3 separate regions of the Columba livia genome follow, and regions 1 and 3 are each linked to region 2. A link is a contact called in public Hi-C data. All regions are on one chromosome and are shown on one strand. The core of a region is the stretch at or near the end of the contact, and the rest is flanking DNA. Distances in the headings are between cores, read along the strand shown. Region 1 has its middle 81 kb from the start of IRF2BP2. Region 2 has its middle 63 kb from the start of TOMM20. Region 3 overlaps LOC102093754 (a long non-coding RNA gene).

What was found. A called contact is a pair of places that touch in the nucleus more often than the background predicts.
Region 1: a Hi-C map of crop shows a contact between it and region 2, with 1.4 times the contacts expected there. The contact joins two enhancer-like sites. A contact is called at or near these places in 2 of 2 Hi-C or Micro-C datasets (crop and liver).
Region 3: a Hi-C map of crop shows a contact between it and region 2, with 4 times the contacts expected there. The contact joins two enhancer-like sites. A contact is called at or near these places in 2 of 2 Hi-C or Micro-C datasets (crop and liver).

What each region holds. Positions count from the first base shown.
Region 1 is chr3:78,820,045-78,824,834 of bColLiv1.pat.W.v2, forward strand. No RefSeq gene overlaps it. Among named protein-coding and RNA genes, the nearest start is that of IRF2BP2, 81 kb to the left of the region's middle. Within about 2 kb of position 3,442, at least 3 of the 3 cell types and tissues checked have an H3K27ac peak away from gene starts, as active enhancers do.
Region 2 is chr3:78,872,102-78,876,419 of bColLiv1.pat.W.v2, forward strand. No RefSeq gene overlaps it. Among named protein-coding and RNA genes, the nearest start is that of TOMM20, 63 kb to the right of the region's middle. Within about 2 kb of position 2,735, at least 3 of the 3 cell types and tissues checked have an H3K27ac peak away from gene starts, as active enhancers do.
Region 3 is chr3:78,918,439-78,923,004 of bColLiv1.pat.W.v2, forward strand. The region is part of intron 2 of LOC102093754 (a long non-coding RNA gene); the gene reads left to right. Among named protein-coding and RNA genes, the nearest start is that of TOMM20, 17 kb to the right of the region's middle. Within about 2 kb of position 1,898, at least 3 of the 3 cell types and tissues checked have an H3K27ac peak away from gene starts, as active enhancers do.

The sequences.
Region 1 (4,790 bases), core at 2,192-4,691, 51 kb before region 2:
GCAAAATAAATAATAAAAAATACATGTAAATAAGGCCCCAGAAATGTAGTGCTTTAATACCTTTACCTTCAAAAAAACAAGTTTAAGATGCAGTGTGAGGTTATAAATAAAAAAGAAAAAACATTGTGCATTACACTTCAGTTCTGGTATTTTTTAAACATTGCACATCTAATCTGCAGCTCAGATAATACACCCACAGATAATCAAGAGTTGACTGTAAAAAATCTTTTTTTGAATGACAGCTTGAAAAGTTCATGCACATTTCTTATGACAAATCCCCTAATTATCATTTCCATCAATAAACTGTTAACACTTATTCCAGGCACTACAAGCAGGAGAAAAATCCAAGCGGGAAGTACCAGAGCCTTATCATTCTGACGATAAAAAGCCCAAATTCTAAGCAGTGTTAGAAAAGGCCAGTGGTCCGTTTAAATGAGGATGGGATTTCTACCTACACATCAAGACTGCCTACTCTTGCCAAAGTTATATGTCATGATAACAGGCGGTTTGTAGAAGTGGCCCTCAGACTCAAGTTTCACGGCTGAAGCTGAGCTCTAATTAGAAGCAGGCAGGGAAGGGGAGGGTCAACATGGCAGAGCCTGTCTGGGGGGCTCATGCTCCCCGGCTCACTGGCTGGCAAGGACAATGAAACCTGGCCTGAGCTCTCTCGCGCAATTCTTGTATGCCTAATAAGATGTGTGAACATAGTGTTAAAATAAAACTAAACTGCATTTTTCACCACCTCTACAATGAGAAGCCCACCTGATGAGCTGTGTATAGGTAATACTGTTTGGCAATTTCTCTGCAGAGGGAGAGCTTTAGGAGGTAGATAGTTTGGATTTTGGGAGCATGCAGTCCAGCTAGACATTAAGACAGGGCCAGTCACAAAATTTAGATCCAGACCTGATGAAGCCATCAAGTACATCCATGTTTCAGCATGTGTTGCAATATCGGGTTTGGCTCTGCCTGCCATGAAAATAATTACCTCTGAAGCACAGTGTTCTCCCTAAGACTAGATTTCCACCTCTTCCTTAAGCAAAGTTCATGGACTTAGATGTGGACTACTCAGAGTGGCCACTTCACAAAGGGATGGAGAGGCCAGTTCAGACCTCCAGCTGAGGGAGAGGGAAGATCACCTGGAGCCCTCACTGCATCTCCGTGTGCTGTTGCCTCTCCCAGCGTGGCTGCAACCAGCAGCAGTAATGCCCACCTGGACTCCCCCTGACTCAGATCTAAACCTGAGCAGATCACAGCTGTTCACATGAAGACTTCCCAAGTCAGCTTCCTGCTGGTAGAATAACCCAGCCCGAACACCCATTCCCAGGCAAACCAGACCACATCTTCAAGCACCTGTGGGTGGTCAGAGGGAGAGGCTCAGAAAGGTCTACCGAAATGCTGCAGCTTGAGCTCACCACTGGCCAAGCACTGGTGACTCACTGAGGCTGAAGCCCTGAGCACTGGGATTTGCCTCTTGCTCCAGCAGCTGCACTCTGGCAGCCGAATGCTGGCCAAGGGCAGCCAGGTGGAGAGCCCTGTGGCCCCACAGAGCACAGGCAGCACTGCAGGCAGACACCAGCCAGCAAACCTTTAGGAGAACACAGAGGAGTCGGATTTTAGAGACTATGCTAAAAAGTCCTGTTTTCATCATTTTGTTTCATAACAGGGACCCAAGCCCGAGCACAGTGTTTTTCCTTCACTCTGAATCACTGGGACCATTTTCAATGGCCTGTGTGTTAGTACTGCACAGCCAGGATGATTTCTTGGCTCCTGATGGCTGAACTTCCAGCCAGAAGACACTGGCACAGCAAAAGAGAGGATAGGAAAGGCTCTGAGGGGCTCCCACAAGTTTCTTTCCCCAGGATGCACAGTAGGTCCCCTGTCCAGTGTAGGAGGTGCAGACCTCCAGGGTACCACTTTGAGCCTCTCCTAAGTCCAGACCTCCCACCAGAGAGCCCTAAAACAAGTGTCCTCACCAGTGCCCTGCTTGGAAGAAGGTCTCAGCCTTTTCTCTGAGCTTCTGGGCCACCAGAACCCTGCAGCCTCCAGAGGGGGAGTACAGCACACTCTGGAGGGTGAGAAGTGGGGCAACCAGCACGTCCCCTTCTGTTCCCCAGGCCATTCTGTCAGAAATTCGCCCCTGCAACAGGAACAAGCCTACCAGCTTCATGGGCCATGCAAACCAGAAAAGCAAATGGTGGTTTGGAAGCAAAATAATCTAGCAGAGCAGCAAAATTTATGAAATCCATTATGAAACTCCATATGCAGATCCCATGTACCTGGAAAGCCCTTTAGAATTCTTGTGACAGAGCAAATCCTAAAATGGAGGGGTCTTCTAACCAAGCACCAGTGAGATTTTGTAACTTGCAGCTGCTAGGTCAGAAGGAACAGGCTGCTTCTCGCAGTGACCCATTTACTTTTCCTCTTCATGGCTGTGCCTTTCTCATTTAGATCAGTTTGCTTTTGCCAGATGGAGTCAAAGTTACCACTGTGAATCAGCTTTTTTTCCTTGTTTCTTGGAAAGCACTAGTCAGTACCATGTCAAGAAAAACAAACAGGGAGGTTTGCTTAGGATCTATTTAAAGCAAAGCATCAGTGGTAGATCCAATATCATCCCTGGGGCCAGCACTGATGTCTGTGACAAAACTGGGGCTACTGTGCATGAGAAGGGCAGGATCATTGCAAAACTGCAGCAAACATCCCATCTTTCACACAAAGATATCAGAGGCATGCACAATGCAAGCGAGAGCACTCCGTGCCAGTATCCCCACTACTGCTATTTGGAGTCTCTGACCATGTAAGAAAAGTCCTGGAACTCATTCACTGCAAGCTGGCACAAGGTCCTGAAATGCATCAGAGACACCCTGGGTGACCTGAGAGGAGGACCTGAGTTTTCTGCCTCTGCTTATCAGACCTTGGGTGGTGGAAGACCATTCTGACTGAGGAGAAAGCCTGTGCTTTGCCGGGGGGTGACAGAGCAGCGTGCTCACCACCACTGCCACCTCCTCCCACGCCCACCCACAGTGCCAGGTGGGAGAAACCAGCCAGGGAGGTGGCGGTGGAGCAGACCAGGTGCTGCAGAAGGTCCCATTCCACCAGGGTGTCTCCTGGTGGGAAGCACAGGCGTGTGCACCCCATGCAGCTGGGAGTCCTGCGCTGCATACATGCTCAGCCCAAGGAGAGGGCTAAGAACACATCCTCACCTCACAAGAGCATCGTGAGGCAAATTTAATTAGCATCTATAAAACATTCTGACACTTTCCGTATGGAGCACAAAGTGTTATTAAACAGCCGTGCGGAGCAAAGCCAACAGTGCTTCACTTTTGTTTATATAAGGTGTTCTGCTGATACCGTACCCTTGGGAAACAGTAACGGCTATGATTACGATAGGGTATTTACTGCCACCTCAGTTCGCTGCTGCAATACTGACCGTACCTCTAAAAGCAATCTCAGAAACGGCTAGTCCACAGAGAATTTCGCTCTGTCCCACTTACAGGCATGCTAGTGCTTGCCTTTTCCTTCTGCAGCTCTTTTCTGTAAAAGAGACATTCATAACTCCAAGCTCCATACCAGTGAACCTAATCCAGCAAGTATCCAAGACATTCAGGAAAAGAGACTTTCATAGCATTGGAATTTTTCCATGCCAGCACTTTTTCATCCTAAGATAAATGGCTTTTATTTACAGGGCTAAAGGCTCTATTATTTTCAAAATACTTCTCAGCTTCAAAGCAGCAATGGAAATCGGCTGTGCACCTGGCCAGCTGATTCAGCCTGGAGTCGGCCAAACAGCAAGAGGCGTCTTTCTTTCCCGCAGCATCAAGGGGTAATTTTCTGTGCAGCGGACAAGTGGGCTGGAGGGCTGATGTAAACGGGCTAACACTTAATTAATCAGGACATATTTAAGCAGGGCCTGGTCAGCACAGCACGCTGAATTTCTAAACTGGGGGCTGGTACCTGGGAGGCACCTTCCACGTTGGATGCTGAGTCTTAGAAAAGCCTCCTGGGGAGCTTGCTTTCAGACATCTGGCTGTTCTGTTGGGGCGAAGCCCCACTGAGCCCTGTCATCCATCCACTTAACCTGAGCAGGTACAGGAGGATGGACATCCACAGCGATTCAGGCACAGACAAGACCAGAAAACAGCTATGCCAAGCTCAGAGTCCCCTTGGGCATGAGTGAGCGCTCCTGCAGATGCTGATGGAAACTGATTTTATTTTTACCATAACAGTGGCCAAAGGCTCCAGCTGATGAGACAGGCTTGTCCTTCTCTGAGACAAAGTTTAGCAAACACTTCACTGAAAGCAGTCTTGACCAAATTGCTCCCAGCCCTGGAGAGCAGACAGAAGCAAAAGGCAGAGGAGGAAGAAGAGGGGAGGAAGCATGCTGCCCGGGGGAGCTGGGCACTGTACTTGGAACCCACACGGGGCTTCATGTTTGCCTGCAAAGCAACTTTCCTGAAGCCCAAGCAACAGCCAAGAGAAGCTCCCAGCCTTCACCTGCCTCTCTGCAGGGCTCGGGGAGGCCCATCCAGAGTGTCTAGAATGAGGTCCTGAGTTATCTATGCCTTCCTCCAAATCCGTTTTCTTCGCAGCTCCCTGCTGCCCAGGACCACCCGTCTCCCCCAACCTTGCTTACCACTCCAGCAAGTCCCTCCTCACCAGACTCGCACCTCAGCCATCCCGTGGCTCCTGGCCATTCAATGCTGAGACCGCATGCAGGAGGTTGCACAATGCTTGGCCACATTACACTTGACCTGAGCACAGGTTGTTGCTCTCACTTTCAAGAGCCACAGCCA
Region 2 (4,318 bases), core at 1,485-3,984:
GCCAAGGCAGGATACACCCACAGCCCTGGGAGTGTTGCGGCAGCTCTGCCAGGAAGATGGGCAGCACTTCTCTGTCCCAGGTCCCAAATGTCATCACACGGGTTTTGCTGAGCATGGCGGTCTGAGCAGAGAGGTGGCTGGCCTCTGGAAGAGGCACCTGGTGGTGGTTCCTCTATCCAAAACTCCAGGTTGTGGTCTCAAGGTGCAAACGGCAGCAAAAGCATCAATCTTTCTGCAGCAAGAGCAGAGGAATGCCAGCTGTCAGCTCTTGACCTGACCTACAGTCCTGAACCTCTGGTTCAGCTCCCCGTATGGAGGCAGGACAACCTGTCCTCAGCCACAGCCCTGATTGAATCTGTGCCCTTCAGGTCCAAAACAAATAACAACCAGTTCCTGGTGGGGCTGGGGAGCAAACAGCAGGGCCATGAGCAAGAGCCGGGTGGGAGCTTCTGTCTCCAAGCCTGAGTGGGCTGGGGAGACGGAGGAGGCAGCACCGTGAAGGGAACACTGCTCTCCAGAGAAGGGGTGCAGCAGGGGTGGCAGAGAGTGCGCAAGCCGGTTCATAATTGCCAGTTAATGAACCAGCTATGCATTTAAGTGATGTTTCCTAGGCACCTAAAGAGTTAGCAGCATAACAGTGGGAGCAGTAGGCTTCCATCTTCTGCTGGTGACCCATGGCACCCACACAGAGGTACAATTGCACTCACACACATGGACAAGCCCAGGGACAGACACTCTTCTTGAGACTGCAAAATGACTGGTTTGAAAAGGCCCAAAATGCTGATTCCTCCCTCAGCAGAGACAAAGTTCTCCAGAAATACAAAAATTTTCCTTCCAAAGCCTCTCTATCAAACATGAGTCCATTGGGGAAAAAAGGATACGTTGGACAGTAAAATACTGTAACCGTCTGTTAATGCCATTTGGGATGCTGTTGAAAGAATTTTGGAACAACCATGAGACTTTTTGGATACTCAAACACTGAATGAGTCAAAAAATCATCTGTGTCCTACAGAGAAACATTTTAGAAAACAAAGCAATTGGCTTCTAGCAACATGATGTAACCTTGGTTTTTCCTCCCCTTATTGTAAGTACATCTCTGGGTGTTTGCTTTTAAAGCTGTATCCATTAATAATGTGCCTCTATATTTATTTAGAGATATGTCAAACAAGGAGTGCTTATCCGTAGCTCCAGGCAACCTAACAATTTTAATACATAAACAGCTATATAAATGAGTCTTATAATCATCCAACAAAAGCTTCAGCAACAAAGAACCCCATATGCACACCATCTCTTTTCAGGATGCTCACAATTCGGCATCTACTTCAGCAGCCAAGGAGAATAAATAAGCTTTCCAAGGGAACGAGCTCAGGTTATTACAGATCAAATGGAGGAACAAGTTGCTTGCTTTTTCTTAAGTTTAAAAAAAAAAAAAAAAAAAACAACAAAAACAACAACAAAAAACCAACCCACAAGTGGAAAAACATGGGCCAGATTTTCAAGCAAGCTCGGCACGTTGCCTGCCTAAATCATACTTATATGCAAGTGCATGCAAATGTGTTGTTTCCCTGGTCATCTGCCTGAACTGCATCCACATTTTCCTCAAATGCCTCCTTGAGCATGACAGGACATGCATGAGCAGCCTCCCCAGCCTTTCAGAAATCAGAGCATGGGTGCACTGGTGGGAACAGAGGAAACACCTGCATTCCTCCGCAGCACAAACGCAGCCAAAATAATGATGAATCTGAAAAAAGCCCGACCGAAGGCAAAGGTCAGGGTGCTGGGACTCTGCAGAGCTGAAGGGGCTCACACAGACGCTTGGCAGGAGGGAGCCTTACCCTTGTGCTTTTACACATATTTTACTGAGCGAGGTGGGGAAAAAAAAAAGCCAAATAAAATGAAGCAAACATTTTCAGCTTCTGCTGCAGTCTGTAGATGGGCGACTAAACACTGCTGCCCATAGCTCAGCCCCCATCAAAGCCTGCTGCAATGGGTGGTATTCCTTCTGGAGAGAAGAGGAGCTGTGGAGCATGCCCGTGCTGCCTGCCCTGGAGGTGAAGGGAGCTGCACAGCAGGGTGTGATGTGACACCCCTCTTTCATGGGCAAGTGACCGTGCCCCTGCCCAGTGCCAGCCATTGCTTCTGACCAAATCCTGCTCTCAGCCCCACTGGTGAAAAGCCCAAAATGCACTTGCTGAACCTTGCAGACCCTTTCACGCACACATGGTGCTGTTTTGGCTGGCCGGGGCTGAGGAGGCCCTGATTTTCCTTGGGGAGATGCCACTGAGCTCCCAGCTGGGCATCACCTGCCCTGCATCTGGCAGAGCTGTGGCTGAGGACCCATGCTGGAGGCAGCAAAGAGGCTCTGCCTCCAAGCTGAAACTCTCGTTTCTCTTCCTAGCTGGGAGGGACATGCAAAAAAAATTATAAGAAAACGCCACAGGAGCAAAGGGGAAGAAAACCCTCGGGAGCTCAGTTTAGATGTCTTTATTTTTTAATCCTCCTCCCTCAGCCTGTCTGATGTTCAAAGGAAAAAATAAAATGCTTGGACGGGCCTGTTCAGTGCAAGTCCCTGTCCCTCCCTTCCTGCTCCCCCTTGCTGCAATGCAAGAGGAAAAACACTGGGAAGGCTCTCGGGGGCGGTGGTGAGGATGTCTGCTTTGCCTCCACTCGTGCTGCTCTTCCTCTTGTAGCTTTTCTGACATCCAAAGAGGAAAAAGGCAGAACTGTGTCCCGCACCCAATACCTCTCTTGCACACACACAGAGGAGCACATTCCCACTCAAAACAAGACTGCAGTGCATTAAGCTTGTCCCTGAATGTAACCCTTCCAGCTTGAACAGCCCTGCTGGCTCCTGCCTTGGGCCAGGTTTCAGTTTCCCTGCGGCTTGATGACGTGATTTGGGCAGGATTTATGAGGCTTACAAAAAAAGCACAATTAAATCTAATGGGCAATGGAGGGGATTTTTTTCCTTCTCTCTCCCTTTTCGTTGCTGGCTTCTAAGGACCGAGGCAATGAGTTGGCAAAAGTCTGCTGTGTTGGCTGGAGCCTGAATTTCTAGCCAAAAAACTTTGCTCCAGGTCTAGTTAAGTTAATTTCCTAAAGTTTTAAAAATATTTTCTTTGCTGCAAGCTGACTGAGAAGCCATTGACATGTCGCTTAAAAAGCAATCAAAATACAGAACCTGATGGGCCAAAGCCATCTCTGCTGTAACACTGCTGTGGCTGGCACTGCAGCTGCCGCCAGTGAGGAAACCAGCTAGGGACCATGTCCTGGAAGACGGGGAGAAGAACCCAGGGTAGGACTGAAATATCCCCCCTGTTTCCAAGGGGATAAGAGGCATCTCTCTGAGAAGAGATCCCTCCAGTCCCTGTCAAACCCCAAGTGCTTGAAGAGCAGACATACCCAAACTCGACAGGAACGAGCACAACCTCCCCTGGAAACCACACACCTTGGGGAAGATAAAACCTGCAGCCCAGCTTTGCGCTTTTATTCCTGTCTAATATATAATAGCAGAGTGCGTTGGAGGAGTGTTAGCTATGTCATTTCAGGTACGAAAGAGTTGCGTTTTCTAGGTACCAGCTCTGTAAACCCCCAAGGAGCGTGCTGCCAACACAAGCAGGGGTCACGCTGTGTTCAGCAAGGCACGTGCGCATCCATAGTCACGTGCGCGCAGGCGTTTGCATTTCTCTCTCCCATGGAAACTTAACCTCAGCTCTCACGGGCTCATTTTCTTAATCCAAAACAAAGGTCAAACAGAAAGTATGTGGCTTTGTTTTATCTATGGAGAAATGCAGCCATCAGGCTTTCCGAAAGCATCAGCAAATTCTGCACGTCGATGTTTAAAGCCCTCAGAAAGGCACTGTGCCCTGCCCTTCCAAAGGCACCCCAGTTCGGGTGCTGGGCTGGTGGTGCTAGGAGCAGCTGGTGGTGAGCACCAGCCAGCCCAGCATGATACAGGATCTATGATTCTATGATTCTGTGACCTGCAGCAGGGCAGGATCTGCCAGGAGAAGGAATGGGGTGAGCTCAGAAACAGAGCATCCTCTAAGGACGTCAGCCCGCTTGGACTACCTACTTATTTCTTACTACATTACTGAAAAAGTGAGTGACAAAAAAAAAATCCTCTTGACTTGCCAAAAGAGGAAATGAAAAGGGAAATTTTGAGATTTCTCATCCCTCCAGAAAGCCCCTTGGCCGGGTGCAAACGTGGCCATCGCAGCCGCCCGCAGCCCCGCCGTCCCGGCAGGCCTTGCACCGCCTCAATCCTTATATCAATAAGGAAGTACAATCACTTAACCACAAAGACAGTTTCTTTTCT
Region 3 (4,566 bases), core at 648-3,147, 46 kb after region 2:
CCACTCCCTCCCCTGCCTCTCCTCTGGCAGACAGCAAGATCCCACTCTTGGCTACTGCCCCAGTGTACATTTAGAGCCACCCCTGCTTCAGCAGTGACCGGGGATTTGTTCTGTGTGAGGGGACAGAGCAGACCTTGGACAAGGGATGGCACTTCAGGACAACCATCTGGTGCCCGGTGTAAACACAATCACTTTCTAAAAGAGAGCAAAACTGGCAAACAAAAATATTGCTCCTGGCATGCAAGTATTTCCACATTGATTCAACGCTTAAAAACGCACTGAAGTGAGGATGCCCTTTTTTCAAACCCTCCAGCAAATTCACTTTCGCTCTTAGCAAACTGCTGTCTCCTCAACCCTGACAGCAGCAGCACCTTCCTACAATGGCACCTCAACCCTCCTTTGCTGGACCCCGCCAGCCCCTGTGCTGCCTCCCCTTGCAGTCTCCTCTGCATTGCCTCCTGCCGAAGCCCTTCTAGAGGAGCAGCTGGAATTTCTGCAATGACCGTCCTGCAAGATAACCCACCATGGGCCTGTCTAGCCCAGCAAAAGCAGGGAGAAGCGCTCGCTGAAGCCCACGCGGAAGCTGTCACCAGGGAGGGTGGAACAGGAGCCCTCACAGGTTCACAAATTGGCCGGATTGGGGTAGCTTTTCTCCAGTCAGAGGCTCTGGAAGGATTCTTTGGCTGCAACATATCATATGACTTTGTTCTTAGAGTTACATTTTAACTGAGAAAGTTTAACAAGTATGACTTATGGGCTTCTAAAATTGGCAGCAGAAAAATGAGCTGAGGAAGTCATGGAAAAAACCACAAGCGAGGCCATTCCATGTTATGCACAATTTCTGGGCTCTTTTTCCAATCTTCTGTTTTTTTGGATGGTGGAAAATATTTTCCAACTACACAGGCCTGGCCTCACTGAGCGTGTATTTATGCCAAGTTTATAAAAAGCAGCTGCAGACAGGGTTGAATGAAAGGATTACACTGCTGTCTGTCTTCCAGAAGGTGCTTCAGTTCACACCCTGTCCCACAGAGTGAGGCCCATTTCTCAAATCTCCACGAATTTCTGTAAAGAGCGACAAAATTTGAACCGCACAATACAAACAGCTATGGCTATGCATGCAAATGGGCATGCATGCGTGTACATCTAGCTAGCTGGCTAGCTGGCAGAGGTTCCTAGCCACTGCTAAAGCTGGCTTTTGGCGCTTGAGGTTTACCGCCATGCTGCCAGCCTCTCCCCACCCTACAGCCCCGTCCATCTTCCATTAATACAACAATGGGTAGAGGGCTTCCCTGTTCGAGACCCTGCTTTCAGTGGACCTCTGCTGCCTCTTCACATCTACCTGCTGTCCAGCTGCTCCCACTGAAATTCAGGCTTCACTAACCTCACGTATTCTCAGGCTGCCAGGCTTTACAGCTGGGAGGCATCACGGTAAGCGTGCAGCCTGACCTCCTCCGCAGCACACTTGCCACAGAATTTCAATCAGAAAGCTGGGCAGTGGAGTCATAACCTTAATTTTCAGCTGTGTCTTATCACAGCCTTGGCCCGATACACTAGTCACAAGAGGAGAGTCACAAATAATTCTTCACTCTCCTGAACAGAATAGCTGCAGGGGGCGCGGGGAGGACACAAACTGAAAGTAAATGGATATAAAAAGGTAAGGTAGGTGGTAAGCTGCAGATCGCACATTTAAAATCTGTACCCTGCTGTTTTTGCAGTCGAGTATCTTAGAATAACAGTACTGAGAACGACAGTGTTACATCGGGAATATCGGTCAAGACAATATTTCCTGGCAATTGTTTGAGAAATGCTTTTCTCACAGCTAATTGCTCCCAAGAGGCTGTGTTTTCTCTGTTTTTAGAATGAGAGCAATTAAGAAAGAAGGTTTTTAAACCTCTGCACCCTGCTGTGGGACAAAGAAGGGGTGGGGGGGCGGAAAAAAAGAAAGAAAAGAGAAAGGCACAACAGCTGTAATGTTCTATGAAATGATTTTGTTCTGTTCTCTTGCCGGGCTGGTGGGTGCAATCACCAGTTTGGCAGAGACAAATACAGAAAAAGCAAGAAACGCTATAGGAAAGAGCCGGGGAGTCCCGGCGGCAGGAGTACCACATTGCCATCTAGTGGCACCGGCTCCGGGAAGCCAAAACACACGGGGGGGCGCTGCGGGCTCTCCGTGCCCGCCCCCTCGCATCACCGTACCTGAACACGGGGCCCAGCTTCCTTTCAGTGCTTTACAACTAAGCCTGACAACTGCAAAACCGCTTGGTCTATAAAAAACAGGTGTAGGAAGGCATGGGGGAAAGGGAAAAATTCCACCAACAGGAAGTTGAAGGCAAACTTGTCCTTGCTGGGAAAAGCTGGTGCTTACACTGAGGCCTGCAGGTTCCCATCTTCCATTGCTGCTGCACACAAAGCGACCGCAGCCTTCACATGTTCTGCAATTGTTGTACGGACACCTGCGGCAAAATGATGGGCTGGCGGGAACAGTGAGCGCTACCTTGTCCCAAGGAGAGAGGCCTGAACCCAGAGCTCGTGCCCTGTTCCCAATCCTGTTGGACCAAACACCTCAGTGCTTGTGTGCCCAGCTGCTACCTGCAGGGCCAGCCCTGAAAATTAAACTCCACTATGTGCCTCTGAAATGACACACTTCCGTTGTATTCCAATAAGAATACAAATGTTAACCTTTCAACACTGAAAAAAAAAGAAAACCCAAAACACTAAGCCCCTTAGATAGCAAAAGGCAGGCACTCTACCTGTGCAAAACAGCTAGCAAAGGGAAGCAAACACATTCTTTTGCATGACCTTCACACAGCGAGTTAAAAAGAAGAAAGATCTTGGCGTATGTGAATTCTGATGTTCACCGAAAGACATTAAATTGCAAGGTCCTGGCTACAGCAGACCTCTATTTAGACAGAAAACAAAAACGCTGCCAGTGCCTGAACTCTGCCGTGTCAGACAATCATTTTGGGAAGCAACAGAAGAGGCCTTGCATCAGGCATCCAAGACTGCCCACAAAGCTCTGCCTCGTGGCAAACTGCTTTTTGTTCTTGCGCTTCCCACTGGAAATAAATGACCACCTGCACATCTTATGGACAATGAAAGGTGATTAGCAGCAGACTGCACATGGCCGTGGTGCAAAGGACAGTATGTCTACCTAATAATCATTAGCTCCACGTCTTTGGTCCCCAAGTCCCGTGAAGCTTCACAAGAGCACGGCTGTATTGCATGTGCCCTAAATAGCCATGTCAACAAGGGTGATATTCTTTGATAACAGCAAAAATTACATGGTCTTCCAAGAAGAAAGGAAAATGGAGTTAAGTTCCCCAAAATGAAGATAATCTATGCTGTTCCAGTGAATCAGTCTTACAGCAGCATTTGTTCAAAAATCCCAGTGTGATGACCTTTACAAATACTATGATGACCTATGAATACTCAGAATTTACAAGATCCCTGCTGCATCAATCAGCAACAAAGTTTGTGTTGTCACCTCCTGAAACTAAGTACACAACACCTACAACATTACCAGGAGTGGGGAAGGCAGAATTTGAACATTAAAATTAAAAAAAAAGGAAAGGCCATGAAGTCTCCTGAGTCTGAGCCATTGCTGGTTCTGTCAGACTGCAATCTGTTTCCTAATTTCTTTAAAATCAGAGTGAGATCACTGTTTCTATTGAAAATGTGCTGCTCAAGGTAAGAGACACCCATCTGTGAAAAGATCTACAGCCTCATGACAAATATGATTAGGCCTGATGGAAAATTCTGAGGGCAACCTAGCAGAGAAAACACTACTCCTGACCTTGGCAGTCTCATAACAAAGACCGTTCTGGAAACCACCAAAATGAAAGGAGGGATTCTACATAGGAGCCAATTGTCTTCCCTGCTTCACATTTTAAGACAAAAAGTACGGGGAAGATACTGCTCCAGTATCAACACATTCCATCCCAGTGTCTCTGTGCACTTTAGAAAACCAATTTAACTTATCAGCATTTACTTCCATGGTTGCCAGATAAGCCAACGTTCCCAAGTGGTTAGCTCAAGCTCCCACTAAGAATGAGTCTGTTGGTTCTTGAGGGTGGGAGGACACACCAGTCTAATCATTTGGCCTTCTGGATAGATGGCTACCACGTAGCCAGCTCCTGACAGGCATGTCCTCCTCTCCTTTCCAGACACTGGCTCCAATGCAGAAAAAGGAGAGAGCCATCCTGGCCAACAGATAACATCTGCTCTATCCAAAGAGGACTTTCAGTGTCAGAAGCAAGCTTTAGAAGGCTGTATTGCTTTTAAGGATGGATCAGCTGTTCAAAACTGTGCTATAATTTTTTCTCAGTACAGCACCTCTCCAGTTTTCAACCATTTTATCAGGTTGTCATGTATTCAGAGTTTGCAGCCCAACATCTAGGATGGATGCTGACTCACTGCATTGCTTTCTAAGCTGTTTGCCTTATTTATGCCTGCTAAATACCTATGTCGCCGCTTTCCTATTTGCATGATGGTGTCACTGAATTTCAGGCATTATGTTGTAAGCTGATGACTAAGTTTTGACAGAACAGACAGAGTTCTTTTTAAAGT